2 separate regions of the Mus musculus genome follow, and region 2 is linked to region 1. Evidence: chromatin contacts called from public Hi-C data. All regions are on one chromosome and are shown on one strand. Each heading gives the region's core, a stretch centred on a gene start, on an enhancer-like site or on the middle of the called end of the contact. The rest is flanking DNA. Distances are from core to core; before and after follow the strand shown.

Region 1 (2,803 bases), core at 297-2,796:
TTTTTCATTCATGTGTGATGGAGATATAATGTCTGATAGAAACACAATACCCGAGGGGTTTTCATAAGCCACGTATAAAATCGTAAGCCACGTATAAAACAGGTCATGTTAGTTGTCACAACTTGGCTTAAGTCTTTGTGTGTGCAAAGAGGGTTTATTTGAGCATGTGTCTGTGCTTTCGTCTGGGAAGACAATCTAGCCATGTCTCTTTCCCTGAAAATTTAAAGTTATACATACAGAAGTCATAGAACTATCTAATCTCGTGAAAAAGTCTGAACAAATCCTTACAGGTGCACATCAGAATTAGTTCCATTTAGTAACAGTGTCCTGGAGTTTTTAGTTTTGCTCCTTGCAATCATATTGAGAGACACTGAGAAATTAAAAATGATGTATGGTTATTCTAAAAATCATCTTCTATAACATTCCTAGAGCAAAAATCTGTGACATCTTGCAGTGGTTTTTTATAAAGCCTCTAGATAGGAAGGGAAATTGAATGGCATTTAGAAAGATGTTCATGAATTTAATGGCTCCCGCTATATAAGCATGTCTATTAATTGTTCTCTTTCTCTCTCTCTCTTTTTTTTCATAATATTCTAGTAACTTATCAAAGAGGAGGCGAAGCCGTCAGCAGTGGAGGGAGGTAATTATCTTGCTTGTTTTTAGATCCAAATGGGTATTCCTTCCTTCTTTCTTTCTTTCTTTTTTTTTTTTTTGGTCTTTGACATTGCTTCCTTTGTTAAAAGGTGAAACTTCCATGTTGAATTGGTTCACCTACTTTGAAGTGATCTCTCCCTTCAGCTGTTAACCAAGGAATTTTTGCAGTTATTGTATGAGTGCTGCATCTCAGTTCTTGACCACGAGAGGGAGCAGTTTACCCAAGAAAAGCAGGCGTGCTGATTTAGCAAATGATGAAAAGGAGTTAAAGTGATTAGGCCTTGGCACTTAGGAAGATTAAGAAATATAGCTGGTTAGCAGACACGATCAAAGAAAGGTGTTCCCTTGAAAACCTGCTGAACGCGGCAGTTGCTCGGAACTTGTGGGTGATGTTTGTTCTCCGCAGGAATTTAGCATAATTCACATCTACATATGGAGGGAAAAGTACATTTGCAAGAAGAAATCTAGGTAGCTTGTTAACAAAGAGATTTTTTTTTCACCTCTAATTAAGATGAACCTCAATCCCACATTTATGTTTTTTTAGTGATTATTATTCAGTGAGTTGTAATGTATTCACAGAGAAATCACAAATCGAGGTGGCAGAAAGCTGAAAGGGGCTGAAGCAGAGGATAAAACACAGGCTTAAGGATTTTCCACAATAAGGTGATTTTTTTTCACCACCACCCCCACCTATCCCACCCCCCAAAAAATCCAGTAATATTAAGATGATTTTTTAAAAAAGAAAGAAAAAATTAAAAAAAAACCCATCCAACACAAACTATTTTATAATTCAAATTTGTTTAACTTGCTGAGTGCCTTTGAGTGTCGAGATGAATAATGTGTTTAACTACTAGAATATGGTGTGATTCCTGAATCTAAGAAGCAGCGGGCAGGAACATTGCTGAACTTGCTGTATAACAAAGACGGATTTGAATGAAGCAGGTTGCCTGCGTCTAGCCAGGGCTTTGCAATAGGCTCTAATCTCTTCACTCCTGGATACTATTAACTTCTTGTTTTCATACCTGTGAAACAAAGCCAGTCTCCAACTCACTGCCAAAGCTAAGAAGTCTGAAAAAAAAAATCCACTAGATTCACCAATTAAACCACAGCATATTTTTGTGTTCTGGGGAATTCCATGTAAGTCACAGCCCCGGCATTCACACAGGAGCCTCTGGCATCGAAGCGTTTCCTCTTAGGGAAATCTGGAATGCCTGGTGGTTTAGCCAGCACCTTTTGTGTATATACTTAAGCTGTAGGCTTCAGTTTTCTTGGCAGTAGCCTCTGTGCACGAACATGCGTGCACAAGCTCACATGCACATGCGTAAAAAATAAAATATAAGCCCCCATTTCTTAGCTAAAGCATTTTGCAACCTATGGAAACAAAATTACCACCGGGGAAACAAGGGTAGAAATTCCTACGTAGCAGTAAGTGGTTCTGTTGTAAATGAAGAATTGCAAAGCCCCCAAACTCTCTACTTGAAAGTCCACTGGCAGTGAAGACATAACTGTCTCCATTTAGAAGCAGATGCTTAGAATAAAGTGGATTTTTGTCCGGTACTCACTAGAAATCATCGTTTTCATCAGTGAAATGGCGAAAGGCTCGAGAGACTGTGGAGTGTTGGGGAAGTCGCAGTTAACAAAGGTTTTAGAGTTGAAGCTCGGGGTGACCAGTGGTTGCTTTGTCTTGTTTTGTGTTTTACACAGTTTTAAACATTGATTCGTTAGCTATAATGAACTTCTGTGTAGCAGCCACTACATAAAATCGCCACCCTGGATTTCACTGTAGAGTGAGAAGCACAAGATGAACGATAAAGACCATGGATGCTTTTAAAAGTCTACTCTATGGTCATAACTTTTGCTAATCATGGCGGGGGAGAAAGGAAAATAGAATACAGAAAGTGGTTCATTGGGAAGACAACATCATTTCCAGCCATGGAACGGCTGTGTGCTGTGTGTGTGTGTGTGTGTGTGTGTGTGTGTGTGTGTGTGTCCGTGCCTGTGAATGCACGGGTGTGTGTACGTGTATGTGTGCGTTTGTGTATTGATGGAGCAGAGAAAGCATACCATATCAGATGTCACTGCTGAGTCCTGTCCGTTCATCCCTTCAGCTCCCGGTTTCTTTCTCAGACTCTGGATCCTAACAGACCCA
Region 2 (2,919 bases), core at 246-2,745, 1.0 Mb after region 1:
TCTCAGGAACATTAGACGCCAGATGATCAACACTGAAGGCTGACAAATGAAAATCACAGGAAAAAAGAACAAGAACAATCTTATAGTATAATAAAACAAGTGGGAAAATTATATGATAAGCTTTATAGTTCAGTAAACTCCCCTTCATTATAAAAGCTTAAAAGGACCTCTCGCCCACATTCTGAGAATTGTGGATGAAGGTGTTATGTCATAATTTCAAAAGCAATTTGTTCTTGTTTGGCAATTTACATAGTGTGACTTACACAGCTGAAGTTATTTCAGTGTTAGAAGTAATACATGATTGCATTGCTTCCTTAAATTACTCTCTGCAAAGATAACGTTTCTCATGAACACTATTGAAATTTGTAAGACATAAACAATACTTTTTATGTAAGCTATCAATATTTTAAAAAGTGAAAAAAGCGGGCTTCAGTAATAGTTAATTTAAAAAAAACACTGCCAATAGGAACACATAGCTTTTTAGTGCTATGTACAGAAAACATAGCACTTGCAAGTAAGAGATGACCCCCTTAGGTCACCTGAGTAACAGTTCTTCTGAGGGAGACGGAAGGCTGAGAATCAAAACATAGATCTTGCAAAACACACTCAAGACATCTTTAGGAGATATTTCAAGTGGAAGTGTAAGACCTATGAGATTCCTAATTTTAAAAGTTATTGAAATAGTTAGCATATTAAGTGATGTGTAAATACTAAATCCCAAGCTTGACTGCAACATGAAAGGATTGGAAATATTTGACATCTTAGACTCCAAATCATGTATGTGTTGTAATTATCTCCAAATAGAATTTTTTTGGTCTTTTGATTGTTTGTTAAATTCAAGAAAAAATTATTTGGTCATCCAATAATTAAAATTTACTCTAACATATAAGCAGAACTAGCTAATGTGTGGATAAGTCCATAAGGATTTTTGTTTAAAATGGAGGCTTTTTTCATTCTTCTTCAAAAGTTTTGTGTGTGTGTGTGTGTGTGTGTGTGTGTGTGTATGTATGTTGTTTTTTTGCATGTATGGTACTTCTTCGAGTATGTACAGTGACCATGGATGCCAGAAATGGATGTGGGATCAGCATGAATTGTAATTACAGATGGTTATGAGTCGCCATGTGTATGCTGCAAGAGCAGCAAGTGCTCTGAACTACTGAGACATTTCTCAAGCACTGTTTCTTTAAAATTAAATCATTTAATATGGGTGTTTGTGCAATAACATGTAATTCTCAATTACTTATAAATAGTTGCATTAACACGTTCTATCAAAATGTTGAAAACATTGTGTGTGTGTGCATGTGTGTGTGTGTGTGTGTGTGTGTGTGTGTGTGTGTGTGTGTGACTAAATTGGTAAATGATTAAAGATTTCTGTGAAGTTATATAGGGTGTTTGTAATTCATGATTTCCAAAAGTTTCACCTGATCCACTCAGCTTTTCCTACTATAACTGAGGCAATCAGCAGCTAGCATATGGTACATAAGACACAAAACGGAAGAGAGCTCAACTTCACAGGCGAGGCAGCTGGTAGATTTGACAGTTCTTTTCCAAATTGCTCATCGTGTTTTGAATTATTGCTAAGAAAAAAAATGTGTTGCCCATCTCCAAAATAGATGTTCATTTTTATTTTTATGCTGGAGAAAGACTTCTAATGGGAAAATAAACCAGATGGTTATAGGAAAGGAGGTAGGTTTCCTATTGAGATCATTTTCATATTGTCAGAAGACATTTCCAAGTAAACAAATAAATACTTCACTATTCATAGCCAGCTTTGCCCTCAGATGCACTTTTGCTCTCCGTATGAGTCTTGCCTTAGGAACAGTGTCAAAAATAAGGCAGAATGGTTTGGTGAATTCATTATCAAAGAAACATTGATCTAGATTTTGTGCTAACCCCAAATATAACAGATAAGAGGACTCATTCTGAGGCATTGGCGACATTCCAAATGACTAAGTGTAATATGGTAAATCTTTTTCTCTAGTGAGAAGTGTGCAATTGATGAAATTCAAAATACTTTCTACAACCCATATCTAATCAAACTTATATAGAATCTCAAAATGCAGCAATGCATGCGTACAATTCCAATTGTGATTTGCATGGTGAAATAATCTTGTTGTCACTTTAAAACTCAATTGGCTCTCCTAAGTCATCTTTGGACAGATTCTCACTCGTAAGTTCTCAATGATTCCAAATTGGGCTTCCCTGAAGAACACAAAGAAGCTTCATTTGGAATAACAGAGTGATTGTTTTCTGAAGTCTTACGTGTGTCTGAATTTGAAGTTGATTCTTACTTTCCCTTAAAATCCTTTATTAGAAGAATCCAGGCACTTTTCTCTAGACTATGTGTTTATTTGAAAATATATTCCCCTATTTGTATTAGAATTAGAACATAATTTTCTCCTCTCTGTATGATATTTGTTTTAGAATACTCTTTATGCAATCTCTAAGATCCTCAAAGTTGTGAAATACTTGTTTTGGACTCCATTAACACATTTGAATAATAATGAGTTTTCAATGATGCATGTAATTCATTATTTCAGTTGTTGTGTGCCTTTGAGCATTATTCTAAAAGTTTGAATGTCTATATTTAATATATTGAAAGCCATTGTAAGAGCTAATGCAGTGTCGTGGCAGTCTAATCTCATCATTGTGAGCCTTTTCTTTACTAATCCAATGAAAATGTATCTAACTTTCAATTTCCCAAGTTCATAGCAGTTGTCACATTTGAAGTATAGCTCTTCATACTTCTGAGCACTGCCGTAAGTCACTCAAGACAGATTTATGAAATGACAGACTTTCTCAGATAAAGTATAATGTGTCAAAAAGCTATTCTTTATTTCCAGTCCAATGGGAATTTAAGAAATTGTTTCAAACAAGGATAAATTTGGAAATAACTTATGAAACTCACTGTAGGTGACA

Evidence for each region. A called contact is a pair of places that touch in the nucleus more often than the background predicts.
Region 2: a Hi-C map of cortical neurons shows a contact between it and region 1, with 6 times the contacts expected there. The contact joins two enhancer-like sites. A contact is called at or near these places in 1 of 39 promoter capture datasets (hippocampal neurons), 2 of 484 Hi-C or Micro-C datasets (the HPC-7 cell line and cortical neurons) and 1 of 9 other capture datasets (embryonic stem cells).

Annotation. Positions count from the first base shown.
Region 1 is chr16:72,994,520-72,997,322 of GRCm38.p6, forward strand. It overlaps Robo1 (roundabout guidance receptor 1), which reads left to right. Exons shown (of 29, transcript NM_019413.2): 19 at 598-640. Among named protein-coding and RNA genes, the nearest start is that of Gm52247, 36 kb to the left of the region's middle. Within about 2 kb of position 1,547, at least 15 of the 459 cell types and tissues checked have an H3K27ac peak or open chromatin away from gene starts, as enhancers often do. A contact at or near this core is called in cortical neurons, where this site is marked.
Region 2 is chr16:74,004,421-74,007,339 of GRCm38.p6, forward strand. The region is part of intron 6 of Robo2 (roundabout guidance receptor 2); the gene reads right to left. Among named protein-coding and RNA genes, the nearest start is that of Gm22163, 53 kb to the right of the region's middle. Within about 2 kb of position 1,496, at least 6 of the 459 cell types and tissues checked have an H3K27ac peak or open chromatin away from gene starts, as enhancers often do. A contact at or near this core is called in cortical neurons, where this site is marked.